2 separate regions of the Xenopus tropicalis genome follow, and region 1 is linked to region 2. A link is a contact called in public Hi-C data. All regions are on one chromosome and are shown on one strand. Each heading gives the region's core, a stretch centred on a gene start, on an enhancer-like site or on the middle of the called end of the contact. The rest is flanking DNA. Distances are from core to core; before and after follow the strand shown.

What was found. Hi-C and Micro-C count contacts between places; a contact is called where the count stands out from the background.
Region 1: a Hi-C map of gastrula embryo shows a contact between it and region 2, with 1.6 times the contacts expected there. The contact joins the promoter of wwc1 here to the enhancer-like site in region 2. A contact is called at or near these places in 2 of 5 Hi-C or Micro-C datasets (gastrula embryo and liver).

What each region holds. Positions count from the first base shown.
Region 1 is chr3:33,683,921-33,689,854 of UCB_Xtro_10.0, forward strand. wwc1 (WW and C2 domain containing 1) reads right to left here and starts at 3,212. Exons shown (of 23, transcript NM_001102742.1): 1 at 2,913-3,212. The coding sequence starts at 3,031.
Region 2 is chr3:33,636,896-33,642,425 of UCB_Xtro_10.0, forward strand. It overlaps wwc1 (WW and C2 domain containing 1), which reads right to left. Exons shown (of 23, transcript NM_001102742.1): 3 at 5,015-5,218; 4 at 3,882-3,958; 5 at 2,842-2,921. Among named protein-coding and RNA genes, the nearest start is that of wwc1, 47 kb to the right of the region's middle. Within about 2 kb of position 1,771, at least 2 of the 11 cell types and tissues checked have an H3K27ac peak or open chromatin away from gene starts, as enhancers often do. A contact at or near this core is called in gastrula embryo, where this site is marked.

The DNA of each region.
Region 1 (5,934 bases), core at 1,962-4,461, 48 kb after region 2:
TGGGCCTCTACAGAAAAGAAATAAGCGTCCACTAAACTTGACATTACAAAGATCAACAATTAGATATGCAATTATTCTGACTATTGCCCTAAAATGCTGCCCAGCTACCAATCTTACTTGCTGCTTTTTAAAAGTATATGTAAATCGTGTGTCTCCTACTCCCACCTCCTTTCAGATCTAAGTTCTACTGAGCAGGTCCCTCCTTCCTTCAGCCACCCATAATCCTACCCTTGTAAAACCTCAGTCACCACCCGCAGCTGCAAAACTCTGGTTGCCACTTAAGTGCTTCCCGGGGTGGGCAGGGGCCACAGGGATTTCTCCCAGTGTCCCAAAAGGGCAGTTTGACCCTCCTTATTGTATAAGTATTTGTATGTAATACGTATGTTTGATAAACGCCCATTTATTGTAAAACACTGCTGCATATGTTGGCGACTTATAAAATTTAATAACAACCATAGTAACAAAGTGCAATAAAAGCACCTGTTGCATTTCTTTTTTTCATTTACAATTGGCCATGTGTAGCAGAATTTCTATGTGGTTAGTTGGCGGCAAAGATCTGTGTGTGAGAGAATATTTTATGGAACATACCCTGTGAAATACACACGCATAAACTATTCAGTATGCACTGGGATTGGACCCAAGGCTAAGGCTTACATTTTCCTGGTGTTAAATGGAACAGTATTGATACTGATTTAGCCCAAGTCTTAACACATAGGGGCTGATTTACTAATCCACGAATCCGAATGGGAAAAAATAGGATTGGAAATGAACATTTTGCTACTTTTCCGTATTTTTTGCGATTTTTTCGTCACCGTCACAACTTTTTCGTGAATTGTCGCGACTTTTGCGTAGCCGTTACGACTTGTCGCGACTTGAGCGCTCGTAAACGGCGGGCAAACCTTTCTGACTTGATTTTTTTTCCGCATGTTTTTGGAAGCCTCCCATAGGACTCAATGGCACTCTGCAGCTCCAACCCGGCCCAAGAAAAATCTCCCATAGCGCTCAATGGCACTCTGCAGCTCCAACCCAGCCCAGGGAAAGTCTCCCATAGGGCTCAATGGCACTCTGCAGCTCCAACCTGGCCCAAGGAAAGTCTCCCATAGGGCTCAATGGCACTCTGCAGCTCCAACCCGGCCCAAGGAAAGTCTCCCATAGGGCTCAATGGCACTCTGCAGCTCCAACCCGGCCCAAGGAAAGTCTCCCATAGGGCTCAATGGCACTCTGCAGCTCCAACCCGGCCCAAGGAAAGTCTCCCATAGGGCTCAATGGCACTCTGCAGCTCCAACCCGGCCCAAGGAAAGTCTCCCATAGGGCTCAATGGCACTCTGCAGCTCCAACCTGGCCCAAGGAAAGTCACGATACTGAAGCTTGAATGAATCCGAAACTTTCGTACTCGGCGCGAAAATACGATTTTTTTTGCGACGGCGACAATTCACGCAAGTTGTAACGGCTACGAAAAAGTCGCGACAATTTACGAAAAAGTCGCGACAGCGACAAAAAAATTGCAAAATACCGATCATTACGAAAAAAACGCATTCGGACGCTTTCGGTCCGTTCGTGCATTAGTAAATCTGCCCCATACAGTGTTATGTAACAAAAGGTGCAAAGTTTTCTATGGGTCTAGTCACCTATAGCAACCAATCAGGAGGAAGCATTTACTGGTCACCTGTGAACATCTTATTGGTTGCTGTACGGTTACTACACCTAGAGGAACTTTTTGCGTCTTTATAGCACATGTGGGGGTTAGTTTATAGTTACAATGTTGAGATCATAGGTTTGATACCAGCCAGGTCACTGGCACTCAGTAAAATCTTTGTATGTTCTCCCCGTGCATGCATGGGTTTCCTTCCTCACTCCAAAAACATACAGGGAAGTTACCTGGCTCCTAATAAAATGGACAATAGTGTGTGTGTAGGCAACAGGGACCTAAGATTATACATAGTATATCTGGAACATCCAATATGCTTCACTACATCTGTTATGGGATAGTATTTACTTATAGTAGGAAGTTGTAGTTGAACAATAGCTACAACTTGTCAACCCAATCGTTGTTTATAAAGAATTATTATTTTCCTTTATTAAGATAGCGCCGACATGTGCGCACAACATAATAATGACTGATGCCACAATTTGGGTGAGAAACCAAGGTTATATAACTGTGGTGCCCATCACTATACTATGCCTATGCATAGGCTTAATGAATTAGGGGCTAAAAGTCTAGTCATTAGTAGGTTTTCTCAGGGGGGATTAAGCTACATACAATTTAATTGTGTGTGCAACGAGTTTGTGCTGGTACTGCTGCAAGTCTGTACTTTAAGAGGATGTCAATAATATTTTGACTTATGAAACAAGTTGTAGTTCAAAGCAGCTTTCCAATATACAGTCATTGCAAATGTTCAGTGGATTTCAATTGTTATTAAAATCACTATCAGCCTGTGCCTTTCTATTCTCCTCCTTAGCAATTCTGTTCTATTCTGCACTGCTGGTTCTGTCTCTTGAAACAATGTAGCAGAAGCTATCTGACTAACAGAGCCTATGAGGAAGCCTGCAAGGCTGGCTTCTGCTACATTCTTTCAAGAGACAGAACCAGCAGTGCAGAATAGTACAGAACTGCTTTCAATAGCAAATGCATTTGCAAATAACTGAAAACCACTAAAAATATTTTGTGACTCTTTAGTGGAAAGTTGGCTTGCATTACTTTTTTAATTTCATTTGGCGGCATTGTAGCTTTAAAATCCCCTTTAATATGCATATGCTTAGGACGAATAGTAGAACAAAGGCCTAGGCCATGACCTTGTGGCCTCATCTGATTGGATGTAGTAGCTAAGTTGCAATAAACATAATTTGTGGTGCTATTTAGCAACTTCTATGTGACCCCATCATTAGCAAACATTGTCGGATTTTGGCCATACCTGTCTCTAGGATCTATCCAGCTGGTAGTCTTGCTGGTGTGGTCAATGTAGTACACTTTGCCATCCACATCTCGTGCTTCTTCCCAGCCTTCTGGCAGAGGGAGCTCCTTCCTTATCATCTCCAGAAAGGGCACTGTCCCCCATAAATTTGCCCAAAGGGGGTTCTAAATCCGTCAGGGAGTATAAAAACAGAATTGGTGCTTTTTACCTAAGGGGCAATAAGCAGGAATGCTAAAGTCCAGTTGCTAAACAGGGGTATAAAAGAAGAACACCTGTGCCAAAGCAATCCAGGGGCATCCCAAGTACTGGCACAAAATGAATATTTCCAGTGGAATCCCTAAGTTTTCCAATCAGTAGGGATAAATGGGGTGGGTACCCCAGGGAAAATCCTGAGTGTTGATCATTGGGGCCACTTATGTTTCTCCTACCCAGGGGGTGATCCCCCCACTCCCGGCTTAGTGATAGCAGCCTGCAGCCAAGCCAGAGCTGCACTGCACCGGCGGATTCCCCTCGATGTACTGATCCCCCACCAGCTCAGGATTTCACACACCACCATCTGACGATGTTTGCCGAAACGCTCCGGGTTCCTGCATGAGCTGCCAGAAATTCATCCCTTGCCAGGGTCCGGCTCATCCAGGGGCTCACTACGTGCTGCAATAGTTCCGAGCAGGTAGTCGGGCTGATTCCAAACCATGAACTGTGTTCCAATTCGGGCTGCTCCTCAAAGGGGCCACAGACAGCGTCCCGTCCCTTGTTCTCGCTTGTCGCTGCCCCGGCAGCTTCTTGGCTTTCGGTCTCTGATGCTTCTGAAACTACAGTAATAACGTCATCCAGGTGATTACTGTATTCCAGGTAATAGACGTGCACTCCGGAGAGAGCAGCAGGAGTGGGACACGTGACGCGGCGGTGCCCAGCCCACCTTTTCCCTGAGAGCTGAAGATTGCGGGATGCAGCGCTCACACGCTTACTGGAAACCCAAAGTGCAGCCTCTTTAAAAGCCCCTTATTGCTAAGAAAGCCTTTTCACAATCTGCCCCACTGCTGGTAACAGTCCAGGACTGTTAGTCCTCTTACTTCGTGCTGGCAGGTCCCGCCTGCCCATTCATCTTCATCCCTCCTCCTTCTTACCTGCGATGTCAATCATGCGAACTTCTCCTACTTTTTCCTGACAGGTCCCAGCTCCCCCATTCATCCTCCTACCTGTGATGTCATCCTTCATCCCTCCTCAAGCAAATGCCCTGGCCCCGCCCCCGGGTGGCGTCACGCCTCAGCCTTCCTCCATCATTCTTATGGGCTTCAGATTTAACCTGGCCATACACCGGCAGAATTATTTGCTTTCAGGAAAATGATCCTTTTGGCCATACACTATACCATCCACGTTATGTCATTCTTTGAGATAATTATTGCTATGCTTAGCTGTGATTTTGCAGCATGCTCCATATTTCTGTGTGTGTGGTTTTTTTTTAATAAAAAATATGTATTACATCATTTTTGTTTTGTGTTTTATTTATTTTATGGCCACAAGGTACTCCTATAGCAATATCCCTTAAGATAACTGGTTTAAAATGAAACAAAAATAAACTATTTACCTTCTGTTTATTTGAATTATTACCTAAAATCATAGGCTGAAGGTGACTTTTTTGTTTGGGGAGATACATAGACTGACCTACAGCTGTGAGACTTGGATGAACCCCTAGAGTAAAATGAACCTCCCCAACCACCCCTCTCACTTCCCACTTACTGTGCAAAAGTGCATTATTATTCTTTAATTCTTATTAAAGAATTTTACCAAACTGGAATATATATCAGTAAATATTGCCCTTTTACATCCTTTCCCTTAATCCACCATTTAGTGCTGGGCTGTGTGCTCCCTCAGAGATCAGCTCTCTCATACCACAGAGCTCCCCCTTGCGACATCATGGCCAAGGCTCCTACGTTCACTCTCTTTCATAAGTCATTCTTTATCCTCTGTCCATATCTACCGTACGAGTCTATAGCCTCAGTCCTGCTACATATCATATTAGCTTTACATACAGAAGTCAGTCTTGCGCTTTCAGCTATATGTAATTCTCTGCTTCATATACATTTTAACTTAAGGTGGCCATACGTGGGTCCATTGTAGCTGCCGATATTGGTCCCTTAGACCAATTCGGCAGCTTATCGGCCCCTGTAGGGGCAGCAACGATGAAATCGGCCAGATATTGATCGGGCTGGTTAAAAAATTTACTTGGATCGGGGACCGCATAAACGAGCCGATGTGCTCATTACAGACGTTATAATTAGCCTAAATTCACCTGATAGCGGCCACCCGTAGGTGGGGATATCGGCAGAAGATCCGCTCGCCAAGTATGGCCACCTTTAGCCAGGTCCTGGCTGTTCTACCACCTGCCCTCAATATTATCCTCCTTTTTTAAATGCATTTAAATGTAATGTAGTGATCCCTGTAAAAACTGAGTGCTATCAAAGAGATCCTTTTGTTTTTAATGAGGATAATGGGGCAGGTGGGACCTGTTAGCACCTGAATAAACATACCTGCTGTTAGGAGATAAGCTACCATAAAAGTGAATCTGGGAAACTGTCATGAGATAGGACTGCTTTACTGATTTCACAAATTTTTTGGCTGCATTTTAAATTCTAATAATTTAGATTATTTCACCAACACATCTATTTATGTACTACAGGTACAGGATCCGTTATCCAGAAAGTTCAGAATTACGGAAAGGCCATCACCCATGGACTCCATTTTAAACAAATGATCCTAATTTTTCTCTATAATATTCAAACAGTACCTTGTACTTGATCCCAACTAAGATATAATTAATATTTATTGGAACAAAGCAATCCTATTGGGTTTATTTAATGTTTAAATTATTTTTTTTAGTAAACTTAAAGCATGGAGATCTAAACTACAGAAAGACCCCTTATACGGAAGTCCCCAGTTCCCGAGCATTCTGGATAACAGATCCCCCTACCCCTAGCATGGTGTTGTTCTCTGGATCCAGCAAGATATAGGGACTCTTTTA
Region 2 (5,530 bases), core at 521-3,020:
ACCTGGCAAGGATGAGGCTGGTATTACAAAATTACTACTATTGTAGTTTGTAGTCTGTAAATTTGTAATATCCTTAATTTTAGCCCCTGGTCTGCCCTTGATCTGCCCTAATCCTACTTATTTCTTTCCCCAATCTAGCCAGCTCTCCTACTGTCTATGTGTCCCCGCCATGCCCTTTTAAGTCATTACCCTGCCCCCTTTCGTACCCACTTCCCCACCAGCCAGTAAGATTCTTTTAGAAAACTGGTAAGCCTGGTATCCCCATATCATTGGCTCATGCGTTTGTTGTACTGGCTTCTGCAAAGAACTATCAATAACAGATGTTACTAAGTTAGCCTGTGAAGAATTCTTCTAATGATGCATCATTGCCCTTGTGCTATATATAAGATGGGAAGAGAGAGGATATGCAGATAGTCCAGGTGTGGCCACAGTCGTCATGTCCTTGGAAACAGAGTTGTCATATCAGGGCTGTAATTATTTAAAACCATATAACATGTCACCTTGGCCTCAGCTTTTACAGAGAATAACGTAAGCCCAACCAACACTTATTCAAGGTATCAAACTGCAGGTATATTAGAAGTCACAAACAAGGCCAGAACTAGGGGTAAGCAGAAGAGGCACATCCTAGGGAACAATGCTGGGGGGAAGGCTAGGCATGTATCTCTTTTACTCCCCTACTCCATGCCCTTGTCTCACTGCTGGCCCATTACTGTCCTTGCTCATAGCACTTGTCCTGGTGCATTGCGCTCCCCCTTCTCTCACTGTCATATGCGTGCACGACAGTGAGGGGAGGGAGAGAGGTGGGTCACCTAGGGCGCCTGGCCAGCTAGGCCCAGCACTGGTCACAAACCCCAGCTGAAGCTCCTTATCATTGTATTAGAGGCATAGGATATATTATCCAGCATGCTTAGGACCTGAGGTTTTCTGGATAAGGAATTATTGAAAAATTGCACCACCACTACCTTAAGCCTGGATCTGACCGAATACCGAACTAAATCCAGGATTCGGTGCATTCATGGTGTTCCATGAATGCTATATCTACTACCTGACACATAAATGAGTAGAATATACCATTTTAAAGGATACGTAAACACTACATTTTCCTACCATATATAAAGGTTGGGCACATCTCCCCCACCCAATCTGCATTATTTGCACTGCATTTATTCCCACTGGTCACCAGCACCATCACATATTTCTAAAACAAATAGCAGCTTTCACCTGGCGGCCATTTTCCCTGTGATACATAAACATGTTTCTCCAGCAGAGTGTAAAGTGATGCCATCTCTTTATTGGCTGCTAGACTGGAAGTGTGTTTAGTAACCTGAGCTAAGAAGAACTGAGCATGCTCAGTAGTCAACAGTCAAAATCAGTTCCTAAGAGAGGAGGCCGAGTGGGTGTCTATTCAACATTACAAGTTAAATGGCAAAAAAGTAAAGCAGGAAAAAAAAAATCACCTAAATCATAGTGTAGTTTTAGTTCTACCAAGTAATGGAAAATGTACTGAAACCCTATATAATGCTACAGAAAAAACAGCTTGGATTTATCCATCTTTAAGATCTTAAGATAAAACAGCTCTATGATATGGTGAGTAGAGTAAGTGGTGACTTGTACTCTCATTCTAATTGCCAGTTTGATAATCCCCACACTGGCCACCTTTGTTATATAATCAGGTTAGCCTAAGATTTAAATTGCCAGAATTGTTATTCCACTGTTTCAACACACATTCCTGCAGCCAAACGAAAGGCGTAAATGCTAAGAGAGCTCAGCAGAGCTGTGGAACAGGTTTAGCAGGCGATTATGAACAGTCAAGTACATTCTTCCTATACCCATCTGGGACATACTTCTGTAATGTTAGATGGCAACTTGCTAATAAAAAAAAAAAAAATAGTATTTATATGGGAGCCGCACCAGAAATTCTAATAGTGAGAAATGAAAGGGTTGCTAGTGCTACAAGACCTTGTTAAGCACAGAAATGTCAGCTGCCTTAAGATCAAAACAAGCCCTGCTAATCCTTTCTTTCAGCTTGATCTCCTCTAAAATGTCACATCCTAGCTACTTGCTGAAATATCTCACTCGCAGATTTATTTTCTTTTGTTTTGAAAGTGTGATGTCAAAGAAAATCCGGCAAGGGAAAACAGTGAAAAAGATTTCCATGCAGGATTTGTTTGGGAAAACGTCTTCTGTAGGCTACTGAAAAAAACACTAATTTAATTTGTTGAGGATGTTTTTCTTCATATTTTCAGAATATCACTATTTTTAAATAATTTTTAAATCTGACCTAAATGTCTGAATATATCACTAATCAGGGGGGTGTGCACCTTTGTCGCTTAGTCCAAGTGGCATTTTGAAAAGACAATCAATGCCCTTGTCTGATCCCCCTACATGTGCCATGTATTTGACAGTAGCCCCAGCAGGAACAAGGCTTTTCACAGCCCTGTACTTGCCCAATGTTTGGCAAAGTCTCCCTTGCACCACTCTCTGTGCTTGTTTGGGATATGCCATCAAAGGTGCAGAGTGAGATTAGTGTTGCATAACTAAATGGTGCATATGCCAAGTGAATGGCTTCCTAAAGAGCCTGTTTTTGTATCCTTTAGGTAATTGATGGAAGATGTTGTAAGAAGTGTAGGGTCATTGATGTAACCATTGGCACAAGTGCTGGAATTGTGCCAGAGGTTTCATAAATAACCCTACTCTCTTACAACAACTTCCATCAGTTACTCCCAGTGACCGAGATCTTGGGCAAGATATACGCACTATAGAAATACTTTATGAAATATAAGGCAAGTTAAGATGGGTTATCTTCCATAAAACACAGGTAAGATAAAAAATAATTCCTACTCTTTGAGAGTTTGGTAGCCATTTTCTTTATACTGGAGTTCTTGTCGCAGAAAGACCATTTCTCTTTTTAGTTTGTTCACCTGTAAGACAAAGTACCTATTAGGCAGTGGTTCCATAGGCACCAACTATACTTATATATATTTATATATATTTAAAGTTTTATTCTTATGTATTTTTTTCAATTGTTATTGGTAGGCAGACATCTCAGTGCTTTGTGCCTGATTCTGAGCTTTTAGAAAGAGCCAGCACTAAACAATAGAACTGCTTTTAGGTAACCTATTGTTTATCCTACTCATTGTCATGACTTGGCTAAACTGGACTTAGATTTTACTATTGAGTGCTATTCTAATATCTACCACTTGATGGCGCGCTGAAGCATTTTTAGCAATGCAGATGTCAGGGAGCTGTTATCTTGCTACCTGGCCATTGTGCTGCTGATGAGTCTTATCTTAATCATTTTCATATTTTTTTTTTACTTGATGCAACTGTTTTTGCAGGAATGTTAAACGGGCTGTATATCCCTTTTTTCAAGTTCAATGTATAAATCTTTGTGCTGAATATTCTATCTGCCTATTGTTTTAATCATGAATCAGGACAAACAGGGTAACTGAAGCCACTCCATATTAGGTCCCACCAGTGCACACATGGTTTTAACTGCAAAAAATCTTTGGGTTTTTTTATTTTTTGAGATAACAAGAACCTAAACTGAACATGTTTATTCCTTGCAAGGAATATAATTGGTTGCCCCCAACCCCCATGACATGGATTTTAAAATATGGCCGTACTTCCTACAAATGGATTAAATAAAGTACAATTCATTATTTGCAAAAACTGATGTATTCAAAATTACATATAAGCAGGCCATAACAGATTCCCTTCAATAATGTAACTACAGTATAAGGGCCAGGGCCCATGTACAGGCTGTGCAGCTGGAACCCCCCACCTAATCCCCTTTAGGGTAAACAAGTAGCAAAACCCCCCAAAAATAAAAACATGTCAATCAAAATCCATTAAAACAGAAGATAGAATATTTAACATACCCTGGATTTTGTTGTTGCAATTTCAGCTTTTAGAATATCAGGATCATATTTGGAACTTGAGGAGGAGCCAGATACCACTAAAACAAATAAAATGTTACTTTCATTCATGAAAACAATAGCTGATATCGTGATTTTTGTGTTGAACTTTTTATTTCTAAATTACACTGTTTACATAGCAAATAATTCACTTTACCAATTAAAATGTTATTCTTGAACCAACAAAGGTAATTTTTTAGCTGTAACATTAGTGTGTAGGCGCCATATCAGTGCATTGTGCCTGAGCTTTCTGAAGGAGCCAGCGCTACACATTAGAACTGTTTTCAGGTAACCTATTGTTTCTCCTACTCCCATGTAACTGGAGGACTTGGACTTGATTCCTTACTATTGAGTGCTATTCTGATACCTACTGGGAGCTGCTATCTTGCTCTCTTCCCATTGTTCTGCTGATCGGCTGCTGGGAGGGGGAGGATATCACTCCAACTTGCAGCTCAGCAGTAAAGTGTGAAGTTTATCAGAGCACAGGCCAGATGGCTGCAGCACCCTGGGAAATGTAGAATATGGCTAGCCCCATGTGAAATTTCAAAATTAAATATAAAAAATCTGTTTGTGTTTTTGAAAAAGGATTTCAATGCAGGATTCTGCTGGAGAAGCTTTATTAACTGATGGGTTTAAAATAAAAACATGTTTTCCCATGACAGTATTCCTTTAAACACATATGTAATAAACTGTATGACAAGTAAATATTACTGTTGAAAATTAATCTCTTGAATAATTTTACACATTTTTTAACATGCAAACAGCTACGCATAACAGTAACTATGTAACTATTATTTTTATCTGTTTACATAGATTTCTAGTTATTTGCTTTCTTAGTACCGAGATTTATTTTTTTAGTATTCACGGTATCTGATAATCAGCCTACTTTATTCTGAATTCCAAACACCTTGTTTCCTATGTTACCAAATGCCACAAACACCTGTCGCAAAGTGAGCACTTGCACACATAAATACACAGTATGTGAAGTAGGGCTAAAGGTTGGCTATACATGACCTTGTGGTGCTTTGTGCTTTTTTCAATGCCTAGAATGACAATGCTTCTCTGCAGTGAAATGTGCGTCAGGCTCCAGTACTCACAGCTTGTCTGAGATCCCACTTTATGCTTCCAGACATCATTCAGGGTCCTGTATTCTTTCTGTGCTAATTCGAGCCTCTGCTGTTTGACTTGGTAAATTTCTTTCTGTGCGAGTAAAGCCTCTTGGGCCAGCACCAGATAATCCTTCAGCATGCGCTCTTGCTCTCTCCTCCATTGCACCCTTGGGTCCTCTATCTGTGTGGTTTCTAGAAAACATTTAAGGTTTAATTGGACAAGAACACACATGGGTCAGTGGTTATTGCTTCTTGGGAACAGTTGACTGATTTTACAGAAGTGTTTTTCAGACTTGTTGGCTTGAAGTCCACATTTATGGTTAAACATTATTCTACTTATAAACCTTTATTCATATAGACTTGTCATATTACTCAATGCTTTGCAAAGATTGTTTATCATTCTCTTGAATCCTTGCCACAACGGAGCTTCCGATCTAATTGCACATTCACACATTATGTTCAAATTCAGAAACCAACTAGGAAGCCCTGCAAGGAAGGACAGTA